2 separate regions of the Pan troglodytes genome follow, and region 2 is linked to region 1. The links are chromatin contacts, called in public Hi-C maps. All regions are on one chromosome and are shown on one strand. Each heading gives the region's core, a stretch centred on a gene start, on an enhancer-like site or on the middle of the called end of the contact. The rest is flanking DNA. Distances are from core to core; before and after follow the strand shown.

The links. Hi-C and Micro-C count contacts between places; a contact is called where the count stands out from the background.
Region 2: a Hi-C map of stem cell-derived neural progenitor cells shows a contact between it and region 1, with 7 times the contacts expected there. The contact joins the promoter of TLE3 here to the enhancer-like site in region 1. A contact is called at or near these places in 1 of 7 Hi-C or Micro-C datasets (stem cell-derived neural progenitor cells), 1 of 1 datasets of contacts at active chromatin or transcription factors (stem cell-derived excitatory neurons) and 1 of 1 other capture datasets (stem cell-derived neural stem cells).

The regions. Positions count from the first base shown.
Region 1 is chr16:61,526,575-61,532,409 of NHGRI_mPanTro3-v2.0_pri, reverse strand. The region is part of intron 3 of LOC104002363 (a long non-coding RNA gene); the gene reads right to left. Among named protein-coding and RNA genes, the nearest start is that of RPLP1, 76 kb to the right of the region's middle. Within about 2 kb of position 4,284, at least 1 of the 24 cell types and tissues checked has an H3K27ac peak or open chromatin away from gene starts, as enhancers often do. A contact at or near this core is called in stem cell-derived neural progenitor cells, where this site is marked.
Region 2 is chr16:62,098,626-62,104,329 of NHGRI_mPanTro3-v2.0_pri, reverse strand. TLE3 (TLE family member 3, transcriptional corepressor) reads left to right here and starts at 2,451. Exons shown (of 20, transcript XM_009429459.5): 1 at 2,451-3,650; 2 at 4,163-4,263; 3 at 4,781-4,844. The coding sequence starts at 3,627.

The DNA of each region.
Region 1 (5,835 bases), core at 3,035-5,534:
AAGCCCGCTGGCTGGGTGACTGGTGAAGCCTTTCAGGAGGGGCCACCCTGGCAGTATGAGTCTTGGGAATGTGAAAGCATCAGGGTAAACTGAGGGAAATGGGGCATGTCCTCCCTTCTCTCTACAGAGGAAGCAAGGCCAGTGTTCCCGCCACCCCCACAACACTCAACACACCACTGTCACCAAAGCTCTGGCTTCCTGGGTGGATGCTGGAATTCCACCCAGAAACAGGGTCTTCTCCTCCCAGGCCATCAGCCAGGGCTTCGGGCTGGAACAGAGGGGAGGGGCTCCTTGAGGTTCCCCATTCCCAGATACCCTGTGCTCTGACATCCAGTCATTGCTTTAACATCACCCCCAGCTTTCAGATTTCACTTTCTACTTTTGAAGGACATTGACATTTATTTTCTTATTACACGCATTTATGAAGTACAGGTTGTTTTCACCATTTTACAAATGAGAAAACTGAGGCCTGAAGACCCAGCTGTTTTCATGACAAGCCAGATGGATCCAGGGGTTTCTATGACAAGGGGCTGTCCTCTGCCACCTGAGTGTCTGCCCCACTTCCTTCTGTGTCTCAGCCACCTCCCTGCAGTTTAAGCTGGATTCTTTTCCTACATGCCTGCCTAGGTCTTTCCTGATCCTCAGCTCCAGGGCACAGCGTACAGCTGTGCAGGCTGTACACTGTGCAATGCCAGGAGGTGTTGCAGTCTGTGAATGGCGTCCCCTGGAGTTATACAGCACTACGCCCTACTCAGCATTCTTTCCTTCCACTGGCTTCCTTCAGGGCCATTTGGGGATTGGGACTATAAGTTGTGCAGCAAAGATTTATAGATCTAACCTGAGCTTTTCTGCTTGAATAACTCCCCTTAACCACCTCCTCGGGGCTGAAATTCAGGCATCTGGTAAAAACAGAGTATTGTTCAGGAAATGACCAACAGGCTCAGGAAGGGCCAAGGGGGGTTGCAGCAAAGCAGAAATCAATGGAAAACACAGGCTGGGGATAAGCTCCAGCCTGGAAGTGAGGAGATGGGAGATCCAGACCTGGCACTGCCACTCAATGGCTTTGTGACTCCATTTCTCCATCTGTAAATGAGGAGGTTGGGCCTGCTAATCTCTGAGATTCCATCCAGGGCAGGCACAAGCATCTTTTGATTCTAGAGCAGATTTTCACAGAGAGTTGTTTAAAGAAACAATGACATAAAACTAGAATCCAATTGTAAAAGCAGAAAGACAGTCCTGGAAGTTAACCATGTAGGGTGTGATTCCATACACTCCTCCCCACCCCTGTCTGGGGACATATTCTCAGAGGCAAGCTCAGGGGACTGACAGGGAGAAGGCTCGGAGCCTGAAGAGCAGTCAGGGGAGGCTGACAGGAGAGGAGGTATTGATTGGACCTTCAAAACCAAGCCAAGGCCAAGCACAGTGGCTCACACCTGTAATCCCAGCTATTTGGGAGGCCAAGGCAGGAGGATGGCTTGAGGCCAGGAGTTTGAGACCAGCCTGGACAACATAGAGAGATACAGTCTCTACATTTTTAAATTAGCTGGGCATGGTGATATGCACCTGTATCCCTAACTTCTTGGGAGGCTCAGGTAGAAGGATTGCTTAAGCCTGGGAGGTCGAGGCTGCAGTGAGCTATTATCATGCCACTGCACTCCAGCGTTGGCAACAGAGACCCTGTCTCAAACAACAACAAGAAGCCAACTAATCAGAAAGGAGCAGGACAGATGTTCCAGAAAGGGCTGTGTGGTCCCAGCAAGAAGGTGGACCCAGAGTCAATTCCGAGTCACTGTAGGCTGAGTGGCCAGGCTGAGAATGCAGACGGCTGCTGAGGAGGTGGAGAGAGCGGAAGTGGGGCCTGGATGGGGGTCTGCGATTTATAAAGCACCAAAGCCATGATCTCCTGAGTGCCCCACTACCGCCTAGGAAGGAAAATATTATGCTTCCCATTTTACAGATAAGTAAAAGGGAGCCTAAAAAGGTAAGGCTGCTTGTCTGAGAACATCCAGCATGAGCTGGGGCCAGAATTGGGTCTAAGACCTCAGTCTCCTGATCCCCAATTTGGTTATCATTTTCACTAAATTACCATGAGGCCAGATTTGCAGGGCCTTGAATAATAAGATCAAGATTCGCGGTCATAGCTTATGGGCAATCAGGAGCCGTTAAAAGTCTACAAGCAGAGAAATGACTTGAAAGCCCCAGAGTTAAGGAGGGAATGTGAAAAGCTGGCAGGGTGGCAAGAGAACGCAGGGCCTCGGTAGGAGGAACACTATTTTGCGTTTAGCAAAAGGGACCATCCAAGGCTGTCTGCAGTTTTGCCTCGGAGAGGCTGAGTTACGTGTTCTCCACTGGGCCTTCAAGTGGTCCACAGAGGGATAACCCAAGGTCTTTGGCAATTGAATTCCCAACCCGGGAATGTCACTTTAAGGACCCAACCAAAGCTCAGAGCCAAACCCCACACACCCCAGTCTTTACACCACCTAACTGGTTACATCTATCAAAGTAATTTTTAAGAGGGAATTTTATATGAAGGTAATTACGCTCAGCTAAACTAATTTTATTAAACAATGCTGCCTTAATGACAAACAAATCTGTTATTAATATGTAACTGAGCAGCTATTTCATTCAATTTGCAGCATCGGTAATGAGCCCTGTGGTCGCAAGAGCCCAGAAGCACCCCTTTCTGAGGTAGGCAGCATGGCCCAGCGGCCAGAACCCGGGACCTGGCCCAGCCCTGCCATGGACGTGTATGATTCAGAATGGCCCTTCTCTCACCGAGCGGTTTCTCTCTATAAAATAAAGGGCTTGAACTGGAAGTATCCCAAGGGAATGCCCACTCAGCAGCTTTAGGGGCTGAAAGTCTGGATGGACTTTCAGTGTTTACTGTGTGCCTCAGTTTCCTCATCTGTAAAGTGGGGATAATAATAGTGCCTATCTCATAGGGTAATTGTGAGCATTCATTGAGCTTGTGGATGTAAAGTGCTTAAGGCATTGTGCAGGTACATATGAAGTGTTATACAAACGCTTTTCATTTTCTGTTTATATTCCCAGAACCAAGAATATGGGCTAGGGGACAGCAGGGAGCTGACAGCCATGAATGGAATGAGTGAGGGCTCCTGCTTCCCCCAATTATGAACCCTCCTTGATCCTGGGTTTCCTGGGGTCCTTTCTCTCCTGCCCCCTTCTAGGAGGGTGAGAAACAACACTACAGACAGTGAAAAGAGACAGGTAATCAGATTCCAGCCCTGACCCTGTCCTTGGGTGCCGGCAGGACTGTGCCTCTGCTTCCTTAGCTCCCCATGTGGGTCATTCTCACTGCCCTGCCTACAGCGACAGCTGTCCTAGGGGACAGACAGGATCACTGAGTGGCTCTCAAACATGCAAAGTGGGTCGGGATAACCTGGAGAGTGTATAGGAAAATGCTGACCCCAGGCCCTGCCCCCAGAGGCTTGATGTCACAGATCCCTCCCTAGATCTGTGTGCTTGGGATACCCTCTTGAAAACCCTTGAAACTCTGGCAGTTCTGCCAGAACTCCACACTGCTGCCTTTGTGGTGTGACTGTGCCTATGCTGCAGGTGAGGAAAGAGCAGTTTCAAGAAGAAAATTAGGCTGGGTGCAGTGGCTCATGCCTGTAATCCCAACACTTTGGGAGGCCAAGGCAGGTGGATCAGATGAGGCCAGGAGTTCAAGACCAGCCTGGCCAACATGGCAAAACCCCGTGTTTACTAAAAATACAAAAATTAGCCAGGCATGGTGGCGCACGTCTGTAATCCCAGCTACTCGGGAGGCCGAGGCAGGAGAATCGCTTGAACCCAGAAGGCAGAGGTTGCAGTCAGCCAAGATCGCACCACTGCACTCCAGTCTGGGCGACAGAGCGAGACTCTGTCACAAATAAAAAATAAAAAAATGAAAAGAAGAAAACTAGCTTGTAGAGTTAATGGGGAAGGGTAATATCCATCACAGACCCATTGGTTCCTCCTCCTTTAGAATTCACCTAGGTGGGAGGCATTGGGGAGTGCGGGACAGTCTGAGCAGCTTTCAGTTACTTTGGGGCCATGCTGATAGGATGCCGTTTGTGAACCACCTGCTGCAGAAACCCGCTGTCTTGGCTGCTGAGAAACATGAACCCCTTGAGATTGAGCCTTTCATCGAGAAGCTATTAACATACCATCACTTCAACTGTCACACAGACAATCGCCTACCCAGGGTCACAAGAGCCCCCAGGCCCATCACAGTGCCCGACTTTCTGCAATTAGGCCCGCCCTGGGAGGAAGCATTGTGTCTCCAGAAGGCCTCTATTAAATCTCAACATGCAAATGTACGTGCAGCATTTAAGCCCCTTAGCAGGGCCCTCTCTCCCTCCTCTCCATCCCAATGTGACTGTGGGTGGAGACCATGTGACCTCTGCTGGCCATGAAATGTGATTGGAAGGATCACGTATCTCCCCAAGGCTGAGGCAGTAAAAAGCTGTTTACAAATAATGGAACCCCAGACTAACAATGAATTAAGGGTTCTTATCAGCTCATGTAACAAAAAGTCCCAAAATAGGCAACCCAAGGTTGGCTGGGCAGCTCACTAGCTCACTTCACCAGGAATCCAGATTCCATGTCTCTGCCAGTTTCACCACAGTGGCTTCTGCCCTCAGTCTTGCCCCTCCTGGTTCCAAGACAGCTGCATGACAGCATATTAATCATCTATTGCTGAGTAACAAATGACCCCAAAAGTCAGCGGCTTAAAAAGGCAATAAACAGTTATGATCTCACACGGCTGCTGCAGATGAGGAATTCTGGCACCACGTGGCTGTTGGTTCTGGCTTGAGGTCCCTCATGAGGCGGCAGTCAAGATGCTAGCAGGGCTGCAGCCATCTGAGGGCTGGACTGGGACGGGAGGATGCACTTCCAAAAAGGCTCGCTCACTCACACAGCTGGCGGGCTAGGGCTGCTTGCTGGCAGGAGGCCTCAGCTCCTCCCTACGTGGGCCCCTCCGTAGGCTGTTTGGGTGTCCTCATGACGTGGTAGCTGGCTTCCCCCAGAGTCAGACAGCCGCCAGAGCAAAGCTGAAGCACCAATGTCTTTTACGGCCTTTCCTCGAATGTCACACACTTTCACCTCTGTTACATTCTCTTCATTGAAAGCCAGTCGCTAAGTGTGGCCCACGCTCAGCAGGAGGGGAAATGGGCTCCACCTTTGGAAGCAAGGTCAAAGAATTGGGGGACTTTTTAACTATAACAAATAGTGCCCACACTGGAAGAGAGAAACTCAAGGAAAAGTTTCCTCCCTGCTCTGCCGCCATCGGAGAGAAAGTTTTTCCCAGAAGTCATCGGCAGTCTTTCCCTTAGGTGTAATTGGCCAGAAATGAGTCACATGCTTGCCTCTAGACCAATCACTGACAAGGGAAACAGACGCCCATGACTGGCTTAGACCAATCATGAGTCTTCCTCTGAGATTGGGCACATTTCTGACTTAACAAAATTAGGTTTCTGGTAGCAAGGGAGTGGGGGGAAATGGCCGTTGGGTGGGCGGGCAGGAGTGTCAGCCATGTTATTCTATTGAGTGGGTAACTGGGAAAAATTAGATGCTGAGGTGGTGATAATCCACAAATAGGAAACCTGGTCATTTATTAACTGCTTTCCATACTATCAGCTAGAAATGAATCCGTTCCAGGATCTGCTCTGTAAAAAGGGTCTGCTCACTGTGGTCAGCGTTTCATCCCTTCGGGCCGTCTGGTTTTAGACTCAGAGGACCCGGCTTAGAGTCCGCGTCTACTATGTGTTGCCTGTGCAGCCCCTAGAAGTACCTTCTCTGAGCTTCAGTTTCCAGCTTGCATACACAGGG
Region 2 (5,704 bases), core at 1,202-3,701, 570 kb before region 1:
CAGTTTACGGGGTCTTAAAACCCCCTCTACTTTGAGTAGCAGCTTCAAAGAGCTCCCTTTAAAGTTCGCCCCCTCCCCCGCCGCCACGTCCCCTTTCACAGGCCACCCCTCCTCCACCACTCCTTCTAGACTTCTGGAAGACGACGACAACAAAACACTAAATGCAAGTTTAAAGGGGGGAGGGGAAAGTCTTCAGGCTTCCTCCAGAACGTGGGCTGTGGAAGTGACCTGTTTCAGGCGTGCGCAGGAGTCGCCACACCGTAGAGTTTGGGTTTTCTTTTTCTTTCTTTTTTTTCCTCTTTTCTTTTCCTTCTTCTTCTTCTTTTTTTTTTTTTTTTTTGTTTGTGTGTGTGTTTTTACCTTTTATTATTTAAATTGATACGTTTCATTACTAGGGAGAAAAATAAAATATTCCTTTGATACACAAAATCAAATTGATATTTAGCCTCTGCTTACTTTTTTATGCATGGCTCCTTTATACCACATGGTAGTGACAGATTGTTTGAGCTGGAAGGAAAAGCCATTCAAAGCTAATTAAGCAGCCATTCCAAGCACTATTTGCAAGCGGGAGGCTCAGAAGCCTCGGCATTTGTCAGCGCTCCCCCACCCCGCGTGGTTTTGACTGACAGCTCTGGCCGGGGACTGACAGGGCCCAGCAGCTTCGCCAATCAGCAACGAAGAGCCCCTTCGGCGGTCCGTGATTGGTGACTCACACCTTGCTCGGAGGCGTGGTCGGCGTCCCCCACGTGGGGCTGGAGCGAGAAAGGGGCGGGGCGAGTAAGAAGCGGGTGCGCCCACCCGTGACGTAAGGGGGAGGGCAGAGAAGGGGGAGGGGGAAAGGAAGCTCCAAAGAGGAGCCATTTTGTGTCTAATGAATGCTGCGGCCAGATGCTCGCATCTGTCGAGCCGGGCTTCTCCCTCCCCCGTCTTCGGTGCGCGCCGAAACACGATTTATGTTTTTATTTAGGAGAATAAATAAATGAAGAGGGGAGCGCGGTTCGGGGCTGGCGGCCGGAGCGGGCGCGGGGAGGTTCAGTTCTGAGGCGGGTGCTCACGTGTAACTCCCCGCGCTCCGGCCTCCGAGCGCCCGCTAGCTCTCAGCTCCTCATTAAGATGCAAAAGCGAACCTCCGGCTCCTAATGAGGGGAAAATATAGATCCGGGGACGCGCGGCCGGCTCGCGCGCGCCCGCCGCGGGCCCTGGGGTGCGTGCGGGCTCGCGGACTTGCCGGGGAGGGCCCCGGGGGTCCCGCCTTGGCCGTCCACCGGGCGGTGCGCGCTTTGAGGTCCACTCCCTGCTTGCTCGTCTGCCCCGCCGTAACCCCGAGCGCGGGAGGGCGAGGCCATCGGTTTGCGGGCAAGCTGGCCCCGGAGTCGAGTGGCCTGTGCGACCAAGCGGGGGTCCGGGGGGCGCGGGGCCGGGGCGAGCGAGCGGGGGAGCGTCCGCGTCCCTCGGAGTGTGCAGGCTAGCGACCGAGACACATACAGGCTTCCGCCAACGCCGTGGCACTGCCGGGAGCAGGCTGAGCAAACCAGGTGGGAACTCGGAGTTCCCGGGCCTCGGCCGAGCAGGGTCCCGACCCCATCCCCAACCCCCTCAGCCTAGGGATGCAGTGAGGAGCCCGCGCGGCGAGGCTGCGGCGAGGGTGAAGTTGTGCCCACGGGGAAGGCGCCCCGAATGGGGCCAGCCGTGGCTGAGCCTGTTGTCCACGGGCAGCCGGGCCCTTCCATCTGCGCTGCCCGCCAAGCCAGAGTCCCTCAGACTTCTCCTCGCAGGCAGCCGCCGCACATCAAAGGAGCTGTTTATTTGGCTTTCTGAAAAGAAGGGCGAGTGAACAAAGGAGAGCTGGGGGCTAATGTGGGGGAGGCGGGCAGAAGAAGGGGTGAAGAAAAGGGGACATCCTGAGTTCCGAGCAAATTTTTAAAGGTCGGAGGCAACTTTAGGAGCCACCATTTTATCAGTCCTAAATCTTTTGAAGTGAAAACATTAAAGTGACAAAGTGATTCTGTTTGTTTTATAGTATCTAATTGGGCTGCTTTGCAGACCTAATGAGATTAGAGGGAGGAATCGTTCGCCGCCGCTGCAGAATAAACTGATACATTACTACCAGCCACAGGTTTTGAAGATTGTACAGCTTGTCTTATTTTCTTTTGTTGTTATTCCTCTGTCTTCCCTCTTTCCTCCTCCCGCTAAATAATTATTTGCTAGTAGATCGTGGGAAAAAAAAGGAGGAAAAAAACTCGAGCAGCCCAGGACTATAATATATATCTATTTATTATATGTCTTTCGGTTAATTCCTGATCTGAGGAGCGCTGTTTTTCACTCCCATGCGAAAGTCACCAGCGGGTAGGGCCTGATTGCTACTTTTCATGCATAGTTTTAGACACAAGAGGGCATTGTGACGTCGCGCCCAGCGGCACCCAGTCGTAGGCCGAGTCCCGCAGCCCCACGTGGGGGCCCCGCGCTCCCATTGGCCAGCGCCGGACGAAGCTGCCACATTATTTTGTTACTTTTCAGTCCCTATTTGGAACTGCTCTCGCGGCAGTTCAGACCTCGTGCTCGTCCCCCTCGCCTGTCTGTGTGTGGTATCCGTAGGTCCGGGGCACTTTTTTTTTTGGTGTGTGTGTGTGCGCGCGTGTGTGTGTTGGGTGTGTGTGTTTTGGGGGTTTGCCGGGGCGCGGAGAGGAGAGCCGGGCCGAGGGGAAGGAAGGAAGCCGTAGAGCTCCCCGGTCTCGGGCTGCGTCTCCCCTCCCGCGCTCTCCTGCCTGTGCGCTCCGACGCGGCAGCGGCGGTGGCGCTGAGCGCTCCTCGCTGGGGACGCGGTGCTCAAGCTGGGAGCAGCGAGAACCCTTTGCGGAGGCTTCCCGTGCCCGCTGGAGTTAGGATGCCAGGGCGTTTGATTTGCACCTACTGAGCCCGGAGTTCCTCCCCGGCCCTGGGAAGGGCTTGCAGCGGCGGCGGCGGCGGCGGCAGCGGCAGTAGCAGACGGAACAGCAGGCTCTCCTCTCCGAGGGGGGGCGTCGAAGCGCCCGCGCCGGGCTCCCGCCCTCACCCTCCGGCGCTCCTGCGGCCCCAAGCCACCACCTCGTAGCCCGCCTCCTTCCTCTTCTCGCCGCGAGTCCCAGGCCCGGACGCCTCTAGGATCGGACCCGCGCGCCCCGGATGCTTGGGGCTGCCCCGGCGCGCCCCCCTACAGGCGCGACCCGCTGAGTGACCCGGAGGGGGCCCGAGCTCGCCCCAGGAGGGGCCCCCGGCCTCGGGACCCCGCGCCGGACCTGCTGGGGAGCCGACGATGTCCGCGCAGTCCCAGGCATTGACGCGCTCGACGCAGCCCAGGGAAGGCGGCCGGCCGCTGCCCGCCGAGCCCTAGGCGCACAAAGCCCGCGCCCGCCGCCCGGCCCCGGCGCCCGCCGACGACTTTGCCGCCTGCTCCGCGGCTCTTTGTCTCCACTTGGGGCCGGCGCCCGACTCTGGGATTTCGCTGCGAGAACGAGCTGGGGGGGCCGGGGGCGAGCTCTCGGTTTCCCGGCCGCCCCCCGCTCGGGCTCGGCTCCCCCCTCCCCCGCACCTCCCCGGCCCGGGCTCTCGGCGCTTCCACGCTCTCGGAATCACGACCCCTCCCTGCCATGTATCCGCAGGGCAGACATCCGGTGAGTAATTGCAACTCGGTTTATTTAAGCATCTATCATGGCAGGGTAAACGAGGCAGTTTATCTGGCACCTCCATTTTGCTTGTTGCTACCTTTATGGTGTGTGTGTTTGTGTGTGTGCTCTCACACAAAGGGGATGCGGCCGGGGGGCGCCGTTGAGAGAGGAGGTTAATTCCGCGCGAGTGGCGCGGGGGGCTGCTTGTGTTCCAGGGGGAGCTGTTCACGCGGTCCCCGGCCCCGCTCTGAAGTCTCCCAACTCACCCGGTTTGTCTCCCGCCCCCGCCTTACTGGGGAGAGGGAGGCCCTTGGTGAGAGGCATGGGAGCCCCGCTGCCGACGGGGAGAGATGGGGCGCCCCCCCTCCGCCCCGTCGGAGAGCTGAGAAACTTGCTGGGAAGGTTCTGGGCTGAGGGTGGCCTCTTTTGGTTGGGCGCCGTTGGGGAGGGGCCGGGGCCGCTCTGAGCGCGGTCTCATGCCCCCGCCCCCTCCCCTGTCTTGTCTTCGCGGGCTCCAGGCTCCCCATCAACCCGGGCAGCCGGGATTTAAATTCACGGTGGCTGAGTCTTGTGACAGGATCAAAGACGAATTCCAGTTCCTGCAAGCTCAGTATCACAGGTAAGGCCGGTGGGGGCCGCCCCGGGGCTGGCGGGGAGGGGTGGGTCCCGGCGCGGCTCCTGCCATCCCCCGCGGGGACGGAGGGGGCTCCCGATCCAGGGGCCGCGGGGCAGCCCGGGCCTCCGCCTTTTGTTTCCCCTTTCCGAGCGCGCCGCCTTAACCCTTTACTGCCCGCAGCAGCCCGGCTCCCAGCGCCGCCCGTGGGGTCCCCGAATGAGGGTCTAGGTCGCGGCGAGCGGGTTCACTCCGGGTTCTGGGTGTCGGGAGCCAGCGTCAGGGTCCTACTCCCCTGCTGCCGTGATAAGTCCTTTGGCTCGCGGGAAGTTTCGAATTGTTTCACATCCCCCTCCCCACGGCGGGGACCCAAATCCCCCCGCGTCCCCAGGCTGTGGGATAATGGGGGCGCCCCCGGGGGGTGTCAGGAAAGTGGAAAAGTGGCTCTAGAGGCCCTTGGGTCGGGGCCTCAGAGGAGGCTGTCCAGGCGCCACGCCTGAGCCGGCTCCTCCTGCCCTCGCAGCCTCAAAGTGGAGTACGACAAGCTGGCAAACGAGAAGACGGAGATGCAGCGCCATTATGTGATGGTGAGATGCGGCCGCGGGCCTGGGGGGCGGTTGGGGCGCCGACCCCGGCCGGGGGCGCGGCGTGGATCTGGGGAGATGAGCGCCAGGTCCCCACCACCGCCCAGCCGCAGGGCGGCCCTGAGAGAGGGCATAATCTGGTCTTGCCCTCCCCTTCCCCAGCTTCCATTGCCGGGGCCACTTGGAGGAGGGTGAGTGAGGGGAGGGGCAGAAAGAGAAACCCCGATTCCAGGCCGGAGACTTCTGTACTATCTTTGTGTGCCTTTAATTTGTGTTTTGAAAGTTTCCCAGGGGCTGATTGCCATTGCCCTATCTTGGCTAGTAAGATAGGATTGGACCAGCCCATGTGAAATTAGGGTTGGTAAAAATCTCTCTTAGTGACCTCCTGGGAGTGTTTGGAAACTTTTCTGCTTTGCAGCTGGGATCTAGCCAGAGTAGGACAGAAGCCCTCCTTCCCCAGGGTGTTGTGAGGAGTGGAGAGGCCTTATGAAGCTCTCTGCCTCCACTCCCCTCCTCAGGGATCCCCCAGCTGGGTATCTTCTCCACGCTGGGGCAGTAGGCAGACTGTCTTCCTTTTGCCCAGCAAGTTTTAATCTTCATTTGTGAGAGGGCACGGCTCCCTGCACTGCTTTCCACATAAGAGGCCTTCGACACAGTGCTAAATAACTCTCAGAGGACAAGAGGGTCCCAGTGTACACACGATTCCCTGTTGAACCTGAACCTTGTATAAACAGGATATAGGGCACATGTGGTGCTTGTGGGAGGGAGGGCCCAGCTCCCCTTACTACCACATATATAACGTTCTGTTGAGATGAGAGGAACGCTCGCCCTTGTCAGCTCTTAAACCGCTCTGTAAGCTGGCT